Regions from separate parts of the Mus musculus genome. Here region 1 is linked to region 2. A link is a contact called in public Hi-C data. All regions are on one chromosome and are shown on one strand. The core of a region is the stretch at or near the end of the contact, and the rest is flanking DNA. Distances in the headings are between cores, read along the strand shown.

The links. A called contact is a pair of places that touch in the nucleus more often than the background predicts.
Region 1: a Hi-C map of the N1E-115 cell line shows a contact between it and region 2, with 4 times the contacts expected there. The contact joins the promoter of 1700026J14Rik here to the enhancer-like site in region 2. A contact is called at or near these places in 4 of 39 promoter capture datasets (hippocampal neurons, liver and maxillary cranial neural crest), 10 of 484 Hi-C or Micro-C datasets (the N1E-115 cell line, Th1 cells, cerebellar granule neurons and 7 more), 4 of 115 datasets of contacts at active chromatin or transcription factors (VIP interneurons, craniofacial prominence, neural progenitor cells and 1 more) and 4 of 9 other capture datasets (adipose tissue, embryonic stem cells, liver and 1 more).

Annotation. Positions count from the first base shown.
Region 1 is chr6:48,533,263-48,539,923 of GRCm38.p6, reverse strand. 1700026J14Rik (RIKEN cDNA 1700026J14 gene) reads left to right here and starts at 2,450. Exons shown (of 2, transcript NR_130985.1): 1 at 2,450-3,088; 2 at 3,188-3,342. Atp6v0e2 (ATPase, H+ transporting, lysosomal V0 subunit E2) reads right to left here and starts at 2,355. Exons shown (of 4, transcript NM_133764.3): 1 at 2,070-2,355; 2 at 653-700. The coding sequence starts at 2,173. It also overlaps the pseudogene Zfp862-ps.
Region 2 is chr6:48,409,628-48,416,114 of GRCm38.p6, reverse strand. Krba1 (KRAB-A domain containing 1) reads right to left here. Exons shown (of 18, transcript NM_001347152.1): 11 at 6,221-6,397; 12 at 4,321-4,473; 13 at 3,689-3,841; 14 at 2,843-3,037; 15 at 2,612-2,752; 16 at 1,964-2,059; 17 at 1,515-1,625; 18 at 1-539. Among named protein-coding and RNA genes, the nearest start is that of Gm38803, 9.5 kb to the left of the region's middle. Within about 2 kb of position 2,779, at least 12 of the 459 cell types and tissues checked have an H3K27ac peak or open chromatin away from gene starts, as enhancers often do. A contact at or near this core is called in the N1E-115 cell line, VIP interneurons and cerebellar granule neurons, where this site is marked.

The DNA of each region.
Region 1 (6,661 bases), core at 1,201-3,700, 120 kb before region 2:
GTTGGTACAGGGAATGGGTTCAGGATTTGTGAATTTTGATGTGAGTTTATTTTATTTTCTCTAAGTATATAATGTCCCTGAGCTGGGGCTGGACCCAGGGTGAGGGTGTCCTTGGGCCTTAAGAAGCCACTCCAGGGTGGTGAGATGGCTCAGCAGGTAAGAGCACACGACTGCTCTTCCAAAGGTCCTGAGTTCAAATCCCAGCAACCACATGGTGGCTCACAACCATCCGTAATGAGATCTGACTCCCTCTTCTGGTGTGTCTGAAGACAGCTACAGTGTACTTACATATAATAAATAAATAAATAAATCTTTAAAAAAAAAGAAGAAGCCACTCCAGCTCTGTCACACACACTCTGCTGCCCCCTAGTGGTTACACTGGCTCTATCACAAACACCCAGCACTTGTTAGCAGTATGATGCCCTGACTTCTGTATGACTGAGTCTAGAGTAGAGCATGAAAACTGTGTTTGAACAACCAATCTGGAGGATTCTGATGCCCAGTTAGGAGCAGATACTACTGAACTGGTCCACAACTCACGTACCTCACAGCTCAGCTGGGGGCACCACAAACTGCAACTGTCAACTGAGGCAAAATCAGACCCAACTAGTGGTCACCACAGCCCCCAGCTCCTGGGGAAGGCAATACTCACAAGAGGTAACAGCAGACAGCAGTAGCTACCAGCATGGTGATGATCACCCTGAAACAGCAAAGAAGGAAAAGCAGCATTGGTACACGGGGCCCTGTGTCAGCCCTCCTGGTGCTACCTGAACACCAGCATCTCCAGGATGCTGGGGTCCGCTCCAAGTAAGAATTACAAGATTGTCTACATCCAAACGGTGTTGTAAATCTCTTCCTTCTCCATCAGCAAACACCTCTCCATCTGTATGCTGGAGAAGGCTTGCCCACACTCCATCTGTGGCCACCCACCAGAGGATGGCCTCAAAATTCATCCAGCAACATCAAAGAAAACAAAAGACCACAGTACAAGGCAAGAAGCAAGGGCACAGCCACTGTTGACAGAGGCTGGGCTGTTATAGAAAAAGCAGGGGCTTTGGATCCACTCAGGAAATCAGAGAGACAGAGTCTTACAACACAGCTGAAGGGACAAGGAGCTCACCAAGACTTCCAGAAGAGATGACATGGAGAGTGATTACAAAGCAAGTCCAGTTTAAATCGTGTGTGTGTGTGTGTGTGTATACACATGTGTGCTGGCTTCCAAAAGCCAGAAAGGGCCTCAGATCTCCTGGAGCCATAGTTAAAACAGTTCTGAGTCTCTCAATATGGGTGCCAGATTCTGGTCCACTGGAAGCAGAAGGTGCTCTGTCCAGCAATCACTTTCACATTTGTAGGAATAAAGGCGATGCCCATCCGTCTATGCCTCCAGTTTAGGCTAAGTCTAATCCATGACAGAGCCTAAGCACTTCAAGGTGGTGCTGAACGGATTAGTGCCCCAGCCCTCCCTTAACACTACAAGGCAGCTGGGACCACTCCTGGCTGTGCAGTGGATTGTCAGTGCTGAGAAAATGGACAAAGGGCAAAGTGTGAGGCTTTCATGACTTGAGAGGCTAACAGGAGAAGGGGCTGGCATGTGGTGCAGAAAATCTGCTAGGAATCTTCCAAAAATGAAGGCAGCTAAAAACATCCAGTATACATACACAGCATGCCCAGGACATTGCTTAGGGCAGACCTCACACCAGCCCTACAAAGCAGGTGTTGCCAGAGCCCCTATTTTCCTCAGTGAAGAAATTGAGGCCTGGCATTTGCCCAATGTCACACAAGAATAAGCAAGGAGTGTCCATATGCAGCCTTTACCGACTGCATGGGTGTGGGTGACCTTTAGCCACCTGCTTGCCCTGACATCTGAATCTATCCGTTCACCCAGCCCTCTAGCCTGTTTCCTGGCTGCCCCAGCCCAGGTGCAGAGATCTGGAAGAAGTCATGTAGGGGCGTCTCTGTGAGGGCATGAATTGCAGGGTAGCAAGCTGGGAGCCCAGTGTTAATGGGTGAGCCCAGCTAGGGGACAGGGAAGCGTCTGCAGGGAATCGAGGCCTGCTCGCCTTTCTTACCCGCGGTTGGGTCCTTTGGGCACGAACCAGGGCCCAGCGATGCCGATGAGGCCCCAGAATGTGGTGAAGATGATGACAGGGAGGGCAAAGGAATGGGCTGTCATGGCTGGGTGCGCGATGCTCAGGTGGGGTATCAGATCGAACGGCAGACTCTAAGCAGGTGCAAGTCTCGGCAGAGGGCTGTGCGCATGCGCAACGGAATCTCAGCCGGGAAGGCCCTGGACCAAGCGAATCTGCGCTCGCGCATCCCTGAACATCGTCCGCTGGGATAGCTCGCCGCTATCACGCAGAACCAAGGGCGGGACTTCCGAGGAACCTTTCCTTTGATTGGCTGGGTCGGTTTGCTCCGATTTTGCAGGTGATTCTAGGCTTAGGTTTGCGCTTTCTTATTCTCGCTAGAAAGTGGCAGGTCACTTGCAGTGCTCGGGCAGCCCAAGGTGGCTGGGGACAGGATTGGAGGAGACCCTAACCAGAACGGAGGCTTTGTGGGGACCACAGGGGTTTCGACCAGAGGACTTCGTGGAGCTGAGAGGCCACAAACTTGGCCTGAGCTAAAGCCTCCCCTCAGCGAAGTGAAGCTTGCAGTCCTCTGCAGAGCTCACTGCTTCACTGAACCTTGGAGATGCCCAGCTTCTGGATCAGGCTACAGTAGTTAGACTATTTTTCCTCTATGGTAGGGGTTCAGGCGATCTGTGTGGAACATAGTAAGACCTGGGACACTTGAGGCCAGCCACTCCTGAAGGGCTACAGTCCGGGTGGGAGCTGGAGGGGGAAACCACGTCAGCACAGTAGTGATTCTTGAAAGGAGGTGTGCCGCAGTTGGGGACAGATCTTATGTTTCCATGGGAACGACCTCCAAGGCCCCTGTACACCCAGCCTACCTGTGCAAACTTACATGCTGCGTATCTAGTTATCTGTATGAAGAAGAAAGATAAAGGCCTATCTTACACTAAGTCCAGATTGGAAAGTCGTCGTGGAAGGCCTCTCAGGAAAATTCCACAACAGGATGGCCCAGGCAGGTAATTAGCCTTGCTCACAGAACTTGACAGGCAAGAGCCAACACTGGTACTCTGTCCATCCATCTTCATAATGGACTCTGACATTGTTTTTTCCCACAGGTATACTTCCTGGATTTTCTGTAGCCGGTCCCCCGAGCTGTAGTCTAGTAGTTGCTGCTGCGGGGAGAGATTAAAGTGACAGCAGGAAGACAGTCTCTGGGTTCTCCTGTATAGATTCTCTCATTGTTCTGACAAAATAAACTTGAGGAAGGGTTCATTTTGGCTCTAATTTCACCATGGTGGGGAAGACACTGGGGCAGTCAGTCACACTGCATCCACAGTCAGGAAGCAAAGAGAGATGAACCCTGGTGCTGAGCTTGCTCTCTGTTTAACCCATAGAATCATTAGCTACCCACAGTGTGTCTTCCACCTCAATTAACCCAATACAGGCATGCCCAGAGATTTGTTTCCTAGGTGATTCTAGATCCAGTTAACAGTGTTGTATCACACTCTGCAAGCAGCGGTATCCCACTGCCCTTGCCTGAGCTGCATAGCTTCAGTGTTCTTACCCTACTGGGGTCACTTCTGTGAGTCAGGACGCTGACTCACACTTAACCCCAGCTGTGCCATCTTGCTGCCACTTCCTCAAAGAGGTCTCGCTGGGACTACCGGAGAAAGATGCTGAAGGAAAGTTACTGCTTTGCTACATTACAGTGACATTGCCTTCTCACAGAGCTAGATACCCACTTAGGAGAAGAGTCTAGATAAACATCGAGGCAACGGACATCCCCTAATGATTCTGTGGGTTGAAAATCCCAGGCCAAACTTGATCTTGGATTCTTTAGGTAATTGGAAAAGCTGGCCAGCCTGAACCAATGTGATGAGAACTTTGAGAGCCACACAGACATGGCCACTGTGACACATCCTGAGAGAGGGGATTTTCTATAAATCTCTATGCCAGAGGTCTTCCACCTAAATGTGGCTCAGGACCACAGGAAACACTAGCAAATGCTGCTGGGAGGTCTTTGTCCCCACGAGTCACTTTCAGGCACCCATGCTTGGGTGCAGAGGTGAATGTACCCTTGGGTGCTGAGGGTGGCAAGTGTTATGGACAGAGGTAGCGTTCTAAGAGCCAAGTGAGAAGCCCAGTGGTGGGGCTGGAACGGGAAAGCCTTCTCGGGTCTGAGGATTTTGTTTAACCATGGTTAGGCTCACATTGAGGAGGCTCTGTCTCAAGAGTCCCCAACAACAGACACTGACACCAGGAAGGTACGATTCATCAGGTAGCTGCACCCTGGGTTCCTCTCACACTTGAAGAAGGCAGAGGCTCAGCAGGCTTTCAGGTCTCAGCTCACCACACTCACCTTCCAGCATATTCCTGGAAGAGGCTACCTTGCTTTGTGGCAAGTGCTGCCTCTCCTAGGAGCTTTCCTAAGAACATGCAAGGTCCACCCCGGTGGAGACTGCCTATGGCTACCTGTTTCTAGATTATAGCCACCTGCCTTCTTGGAAGGCCAGGGAGGATCCTCCAGCACCACCGTGGGCTGCCTCTAAGTAAGCAGCTACACAGCTGTAGCCCAGAAACAGCCACACATATACTGTTGCCTCCTGTGGAGCTTTAGTACCAGTGAAAACCACACATGCTGATACGCTATGATCGAGTCTCCTGGCCAGAGGTCTAGTAGTCTCCCAGCATCTGTGCCACTTTGCTCCATCCTGCCAGGAGGGCTAGTAGAGGACACCTGACCTCTGAGCAGAGCTGCAGAGGACATCCTGAAGCGGTCCCCTGGGAATTCTTTTGAGCGGTGTCACGGCTTTGGCACTGCTGGGGGAAATGGGCGGCTTTCTCTTGAAAGCCTGGCTTCTGGATGAAGTCCTCTGACAGCCCTATGTGCTGAACGGTGCTGAGCGTGGAACATTTGGTTCTAACTCTCAGGGTGCACTTCTCTCTCATCTCCATCTCACACTCACAGGTAAAATCTTTCAGCTCACTTGGGATACAGAAGGAAGTATAAAGACAACAATAAAGTCAAATTCTGCTTTATTCAAATAGCAAAAGTTAAGATTGGAACATGGTTTTTAAACCTAATTTGTTCATCCTTGAAAGCAGGAGCCCAGAGCATCCTGGACCAGTCATCTTTGTCCCTGGCTACACAGACGCCAGTCTGAGTGAAATGGTGACCCCCATACTGTCCTGACCACACTTAGCACCATAGGGAGTTGCCCTTTGTGGTACAGGTCTGGGGTGGCTACACTACTGTGTCCAGCTGGCCAGGGCTGAGCTTTCTCACCTCCCCATGTCTCTATGGCTACTGAAATCAAAGCACTGAGTCCAAGTTGGCTACTTGGAGCAGCCCAGTGGAGACCTGTTACCAGGCGAGGGGAGGGATACAAGCCAGGAAATATACAAGATTAGAACAGGCAGGAGTCAGGGGTGTGGTACAAGCCTTTACTCCAGCACCTGGGAGACAAAGGCACGTGGATCTCTGTGAGTTCAAGCTGGCCCACATTCATAGCAAGTTTCAGGGCAGCAGAGGCGGCATAGAGACAGTCAGGTGAAGTTGGGTAGGGGGTGTCAAGCATGTTAAAAGGTAGGAAAGGAGGGGGAGGCTAGGGATGGGCCCAAAGGGATAGTGATTCCTCCTCCTCACAAAGCCCTTTGGCTTGTTTTCCCCTGAGGCCCTTCAGGGCCCAAACATGAATACTGCTTCTCTGTCTTGAGCTGGCAAAAGGCTAGGAAAACCTGAGTAAGGCAAACACCTAGCCTGAGAAACCTACTCTATGCATTACCACCTAGAAACACCCTGCTCCACCCACATCAGGAGGTGACCTCAGGGTGCTAGTATGGAGAAGATGGGGTGCTTCTCCACCTGGTAGCCACCTCAGCTCCCCAAACCTCATTCCAGAAACCATGGCTACATTACACAGGACTGCTGTGTTGCTAAGGGTACTTTTAAAGGAAAGATGTCATAGGAGAGGAGCTTGCTGAAGCCAAGCAGATGTTTCAACCTTGACTGAAGCCAAGCAGATGTCTCAACCCTGACCTGGAAAATCCTGGACTCCGAGATTTTGCCTGGGTCCTCTCCTAGATTTGGAGCCAAGGCCTGTCTGCCCCTTTTCTGCAAGCTCCCAGGCTGGATGGGGGATCTTCTTGAGCAGGAAAACTGCACTGCATACCAAGGCTAAGCGCTGGGGCAGAGCTATAAGGTTGGCAGAATCTCTGGGGGTTTCAGCATGTGTTGGAAGGAGTGGGTAGGTAGCTTGGTCAGAGGCTGTGTGCTTATGGCACAGACCAGGGGTCTGCAGCAGGAGGCAGCAAGCAAGGCTCCTGCACATTTAGAATGAGCAGGACATGGGGCAAGGAGCCCTTCCATTGGGCAATTCTCCAACCTGAAGCCAAAGAAGGCAGAGCCTAGAACATTGATCCTAACCAAATAGGCAACCACTGGGCCTGCAAGGTCAGGCTGCCCTGGAAGGAATGTGCTTCACCTCACCACACAGGGGACAATGGGAGAGGCCCCAAAGACCTAGTTTTACTGAAGGCCCTTCTATGAGAGCAGAAGTGGCCGTTAAGCCAGAGGCACCCACAAAGAT
Region 2 (6,487 bases), core at 1,530-4,029:
GGAGATCTGCTGGGATGAACTACAGGTGGGCCTGGAAGATTCTACCAAGGAAGCCTCTGGAGGCAGCTGAGGCACCAAACTGCCCTTCCCTCTAGAGAGTCCTGGGCGGTCACTAGTCTTGCAGCCTTCTGCCTGGGTCCGCAGAATCTTTGGTCTGGGCCTGGTGGGGCCCTTCTGTCTCCAGTAGGGTAGATGTCTGTGGCCCAGTCTGTTGACCCAGCGAGGTCTCTGGGGGAGGGCCAACTGCCAGGAACCCTGACCTTTTGGGCCAAGGCTCCGTGGGTGCCTTCGCAGTTGATCCATTTGGGTCTTCATGGTTGCAACTTCCTGAGTCAGGCCTGCCAAGGCTGCTGCAAGCCGGTCTAGCTTGTCCGTGAGGGCAGTACCAAGGTTATGCAGCTCCTGCTGCAAGGACCTGCCACAGGGGCATGGTGGCTGAAGAGAAGTGGGTGACCATTTTGACAAGACAGTTGTGGGAAGGGGAGACTTGCTAGGTGACTCCGGAGGGTCTCCAGAGAGCAGCTTCCCTTGGGTCCTGGCTAAAACCAGAGGAAGGGTGGGTAAAAGTGCTTAGATATAAGGATCTTTTCTCTAGCCCCAGAGACCTCTTTAGTGTAGTCAGTATCCTGCCCCATAAGGCCGGGTTTCCAGAGAATTTAATCTTAAGTTCCCTTTTCCCCAAAATGGTCTAATTCTTCAGTCCCACACGCCTTGAATGGGTCTCACCCTAGGCAACATGTTGCTAGTCAGGGCCCCTGACATTCTTCACCCTCTCAGCCCAGAATGGAAGAGAGATCGGCTGTCTGCTGAAGCCCAGGCAATGGCCTGAGTGGCCCAAGGACTCACATCTTGTTTCACCAAGTTTTTAAATTAAAGCAAGGATCTGATACTGTGGCAGGAGGATCACATGTTCCAGGTGGCCTGGGTTACTTGGTGAAACCTTGTCTCAAACAAAAACTAACAAACACCACAAAACAAAATAAGAATGTGGTCTGATGCTTCATCTGAAGGGCAGCCAGGGCAATACGACCTTGCCTTCTCAGAGGAGCCACAGCTCAGAGACACAGCAAGTACCCAGCACAGGTATAAGAGCAAATAACTGCATGTGGCATGGACACTCAAGTCCTGCACACCTCTGAGGTCTTCCCAGCACAAATCAGGGCATGGGGACATCACCCTACTGTTGTCACTGTGGGTCCCTGGAGCAATGTATAATGTGAAGCCTGTGCTCTGTGCAGGATGTTAGCTAGGTCACTCAACAGTGCAAAGGTTCAGGTCCTTCAAACCCAAACTTTGACTCCAGATGCTTCGCAATGCCTCTAAAAGGTGATCCTGTACAGGCACATCTATGAAAACCCTGAAGTGAACTGTGTACTGAGTGGCTTCAGTGTAACACTTTCCTAACCATGGCGCAGGGAACTTGGAGCATGTTTACTTCTTTATGATGGGACCTGGTTCTAATTCTCTCAGCGGCCTCTAAAGTACAGCAAATGCTGGAAAAGCCAGCAGCTCACCTGCGGCACTGGGTGGTCTATGTCCAGGCTCCAGGTCCCTGGAGTCTTCAGTACCCTTGGGCTCAGGCTTTTCCTCCAGCTGAGGGGCAGGCGATGGGTGGCCAGCTGCTGCTGCAGAAAGGACACAGCACTGGGGATTAGGACAATACTGCTTTGTCAGCATCACTCCAACATGGGGATATTCTGATGAGCCACAACCCCCACTCCTACCCTCACCCAAGGAAAAATCTTCAACTTTTAAACAATGATTAAGTCAGACGCAAGGTGCTGGGGATCCTAACACTGACGGGCTAGCCTGCTGTGCATGTGGGGACCCACTGTCATTTCCTACTAAGTCCTCGGTGTCTTAGAAGGAAATGTGAGGAGTGTGGGTCATCCTGAGCCCCGCACAGGTGGCAGCCAGAGCCTGCGAGTGGAGCGGCCTCTGAAGATGGTTCCCTGGCCCCTACCTCCTTTTCCTTCAGCATTGGTGACAGGCCCAGGCTGGCGTGTGCGCTCTGCACCATCTTCTCTTCTGGGTGGGTGGGGCTTCTCTTCTGCTCTTCCTGTAGAAACAAAGTCTGGGTCCCAAGGTCACAGCTCCGGTGGAGAGTAAAGTGGCTTGTAATACCAGATGCCATTTCTACACTTCCGGCCAATTTCAAAAGTTCTATTCTCACTGTGTATGTGATGTTGGCGATCAGACCCAAGGCCTAATGTATGCTAGATAAGTGCTTTACCAATGAAACAGATCACTTTGGATACTTCTTTTGTTAAAATTGTCAAGCCTTACAAATATTATTGGATTCTATATGGTGAGTATGCGTGTACACATATGCATATGTGCATACATTAATGAACATATATGCTGTGTATAAATAACATGTATGTAATATACACATCATTCAGTGGTTACCGAGCTCTCCTAACAGAGCACAGCTCTTGACTCAGGCTCGCTTTCTCTCTGGCTCAGCTTTACAGGCTGTAAAGCATAAAAAATTAGAGGAACATTTTAATGAAAGCCAGCAAATTGACAGTGGGACTCGGAGATTGTTGAAGTCTGGACCTCTGGCCCACTGGGGACATGTGGCTGTCATCCAGGGAGACTCCAGGCTCACCTGCGCTGAGGCTGCTGCAGTCCCTGGGCTCTGTTCTCTCACGGTCTTCCGCAGAACAGCTATTGCTGTTGACTCTTGGAGATGCGCCAGAGACAGGGCACAGACGAACAGGGTCCTTACAGGAGGGAGGCTGGTCTTTCTCTGCGTCATAAGTAAGCTAGCATCAGAGTACTGACAGGCACCGCAAAGAGCAGCCTACTGCCATTCCCACCCCCATGCCAGCAGACTCACGCTGGAGGGGTGACTGCCAAAATGCAGGCTCTGGTCTTAGGTCTTCTCCATCAGAGCTGCTGAAGCTGGAGCTGGAGCAAGGGCTGGGACTGGGGCCAGGGCCAGTCACGCAGGTGAAACGCAAGGGCCTCACAGGCAAGATCCCCCTCAGAGAGTTCTCCAGGCGGTGCAGAGGGGAGGGCATGGTGGCTGTCTCTAAACAAAGGAGAAGAGTTCACCGACTGGTACCTGACAGCACCAGTCTGGATAGCCAGGCACTCGGGATTTGTCTTTTTCTGCTCAGCCACACCCTATTTGGGCTCTAGTGGATCCTGAATAACTTACTTCCTGGTCACAGGCAGAGAAGCAAAGCCAGAAGCTAGCCATGTCCCTGGCTAAGTGAGCTTCAGAACTCTCTGGAAGTTCCTGGAAGATGTGGAACTCCCGATCAGGTTTCAGTTAGGTCTTGAGTCTTGCAAGCTCAGCAGCCCTTCCTACTGGGTAGATGGTTGCCAACCCACTTCTTAGCAGACTCTCTCCTCAGCACCATGCAAGAGCTGTCAGTTTACTGAGAGCCACTGATGAACTAAGTGTCATCATTCTACCCACTGCAAAGACTAAATAGCAAGGTCCTGCTAGAGCCACCTACAATCCACAGCAGGTGTACCTGTTAACACCAGCAGCATCTCCACTGCAGAGACCCCCCATAGGTACACCAAACAGCATCCTATTCTTTCTGTCTGCGTCTATAAGCCGTGCAAGGAAAGGAAGATAGGACAGAAATAGAAAAACAGAGACGGGAAGGCTATTGGCTTGACAAAAACTAACTGGAGGGAAATTATGATGTATATCCTGAAGGTAGCTCACCCTCTTGTGGCCATTGCCATGTTCCTGGCCTGGTGGTCACTTGGTGGCAGGTGGAAGTACAGGTCTGTGGACTGTCTTGATGCAGACTCCTGCTGGGCACTTCTCCAGGACGCTGTCTGAGGTGGGGTGGCTCAGAGGCCTCACCTCTCAGTCCTGTTTTAATGAGAAGAGTCCTGGTAGTCCTACGGTACCTCATCCTGCCACAGAATGGACAGAATTTCTGCCACTGCCAGGCTTTTAGCACACAAGCTTCAGGTGTGGGAATGGCCTTGCTTGGTTGCTGCACCAACCCAAGCCATATGGAATCTCAGGAGGTATAAAATTTAGTGCCCAGACAACAGGGCATAATACAGCCATGTCAGAACACTTGGTCAGCAAAGCTCTGGCTCAGTGGAGCAGCAGACAGTAGTTCTGGGCCTCTATGCCCTGGACTCTGCACTCTGCCTATCGCTCCTGCACATGTCGGGAAGTGACTATCCATCTGCCTGCCTGCCTCAGGGCTCTGGCCAAGCTGGTTTCAGAGCATCCTCTCAGCTCAGCTGAGATCTGAGGGCTGCTTGCCGCTGCCAAAGCCAGTGTAGGATAGGAGCGACTGCTCTTCTCTCAAACACCCACAAATACCATTTTGTTACCTTCTCTGTCTCCAGTCCAGTTCCTGGGCTCTGTTCTCTTCAATCCCCTGTTGACAGCCGAGGAGCATGGCCAGGCAGCCTGTGGCCTGGGAATAGGGATCTCTCTCAGGCAGTTCTCCAGGCCTTGGAGTGGAGAGTTTCCTGGTAGATAGCCTGTGAAGGTCAAACATGAACAGTCTATGATGGGTTGCCAGTGCTCTGTGAATCCCTGCAGCCTGCCTCTCAGTATGACATCAGGTTACAGGAAGTCTAATTTTTCCACAGGTTTCAGACACATTGCAGACAGCACTCCTAGCCATACAGTCTTATGTAAATAATATGAACTAGATTATGTGAGGTTCTAGAGGAATAAGGTTAACAGACAGCACTGGCCGCATTCCTTTGTGAGGCACCTCCTGTCTACTCTGGACCTGGGCAGAGGTTGTAAGCAAGGGAGTGTCATGTGGGGCTAATGTAATGTAGCATTGCATAGCTTAGAAGTAAAAGCCACAGCAGACAAAGGTGCTTGGCACAAGTCTAAGTACACAGGAGTTTGATCTCCAGAACACTATGGTGTTGGAAGATTTAGAACTGACTCCTGGAAGTTGTCTTCTACCATATATATGCCATGATACACACACAGGGGTAGGGGGAGGCTGAAAGTTGAAGGGCATTTGAATTGTATACTGTGGGTGGGGGGTAAGGGTTAGGGCTGGGGAGGGGGAGGGGTTGCCTCAATAGGACTCATGAAGAGGAAAAAAAGCAGGCTCCATAACAAAAGTAGTCTCCTGAACTTGCAGTAAAATGTTACTTAGCTTTTCTACGTATGTGCCAGACAAAAGCAAAGAAAGCCACCCTGCCCCGATTAAGCAGTGTTTGGAAAACCAGCAGAATCTTTGATCAGGCAAGAATAGGACACACATAAGCATGTGACCTACTCAGCTGGTGCTGGTCTTCAGTTTCAGCTCTGCTGCTTTAATAGCTGTGCAGTGCGACAAGCCAAGCTTGACATTGATCCTGCTGTTGACTTAGAGCCACATAAATCAGGAGCTTGGTAGGTGTGGGTTTGGGGACTGTGAGAAAATGTAGCTCTCCACAGTCATCCACAATGCCCGAAGGAAGCCCTGGCAGGCTGGTTTTACTCATCAGGGGAAACTAAAATGAGTCACTCTTTAAGCTGCCATGTCACGGATGCAGATGTCAATTTTACATTTCTAGGTCTTCCCATTAACAACAGATGTGGCCAGGGCACAGATGGGCAGATGAAGTGGGTATCCAACATAGGACAAGGCAGACATGATTGTTCCAAGAGGGAAGGCAAAGGTAGATGCTGAGAGAGCTCTGTAAAATCCCCAAGTTTGGTCTGGAGAGATGGCTCAGCAGCTAAGAGCATGACTGCTCTTCCAGAGGTCCTGAGTTCAATTCCCAGCAACTACATGATGGCTCACAACCTTCTGTAATGGGATCCGATGCACTCTTCTGGTTTGTCTGAAGACTGCAACAGTGTACTCACATATATAGATTAAATCTTTAAAAATAAATCCCAAAGTTGCCAAGACAGACTTCCTCTGGCAGGGCCCAGGGAAGTACATGATACTGAGTATAACTCTGAAGGCGGTCTTCTGTGGTTCTCACTCTACTTCCCCTAAGTTGGAGGTCAGTTAGTATTATAGACACTTCTTTTTGTCTGGAATAGGGAAGTATTTACACTAAGGGAAATTAAGGACACATGGCCAGTCATTGTCCTATCCTCTCTGAGCTAAGTCACCACAACAGAACCTCTCACTCTGCCAAGACAAGTCCTGGGTCTGCTTCTGTGTCGGAATTCCCGCTCTTCTTTTGGTGCTAGAGCAGAGGTAACAGTGGACAAGGACCTTGGACTCCTTCCCAGAGGACTACAACCTCAGCTGGACCAGCTCACCTTTCCCAAGCCGTTGCCCCTGGCTGCTCCTGGGGCTCCTGAAATCCAGATCCCCATCACTGCTGCTGGCTGAGGAGAAGCTGGTAGGGGTACCCTGGGAGCCACAGGGTTGAACCCCAGGTCCTTCTCTCATGTAGCCCTGCAAGCTCAGAGGCAGAAGTGGCTCCCTTGTAGCTTCTGCAGAGAGAAGAATAATTGGGTCAAGTCAGAGCCTGCTGGAGAAATCCTTGGGCCTTAGAGTATATGGCACCAGGACACCTAGCCCAG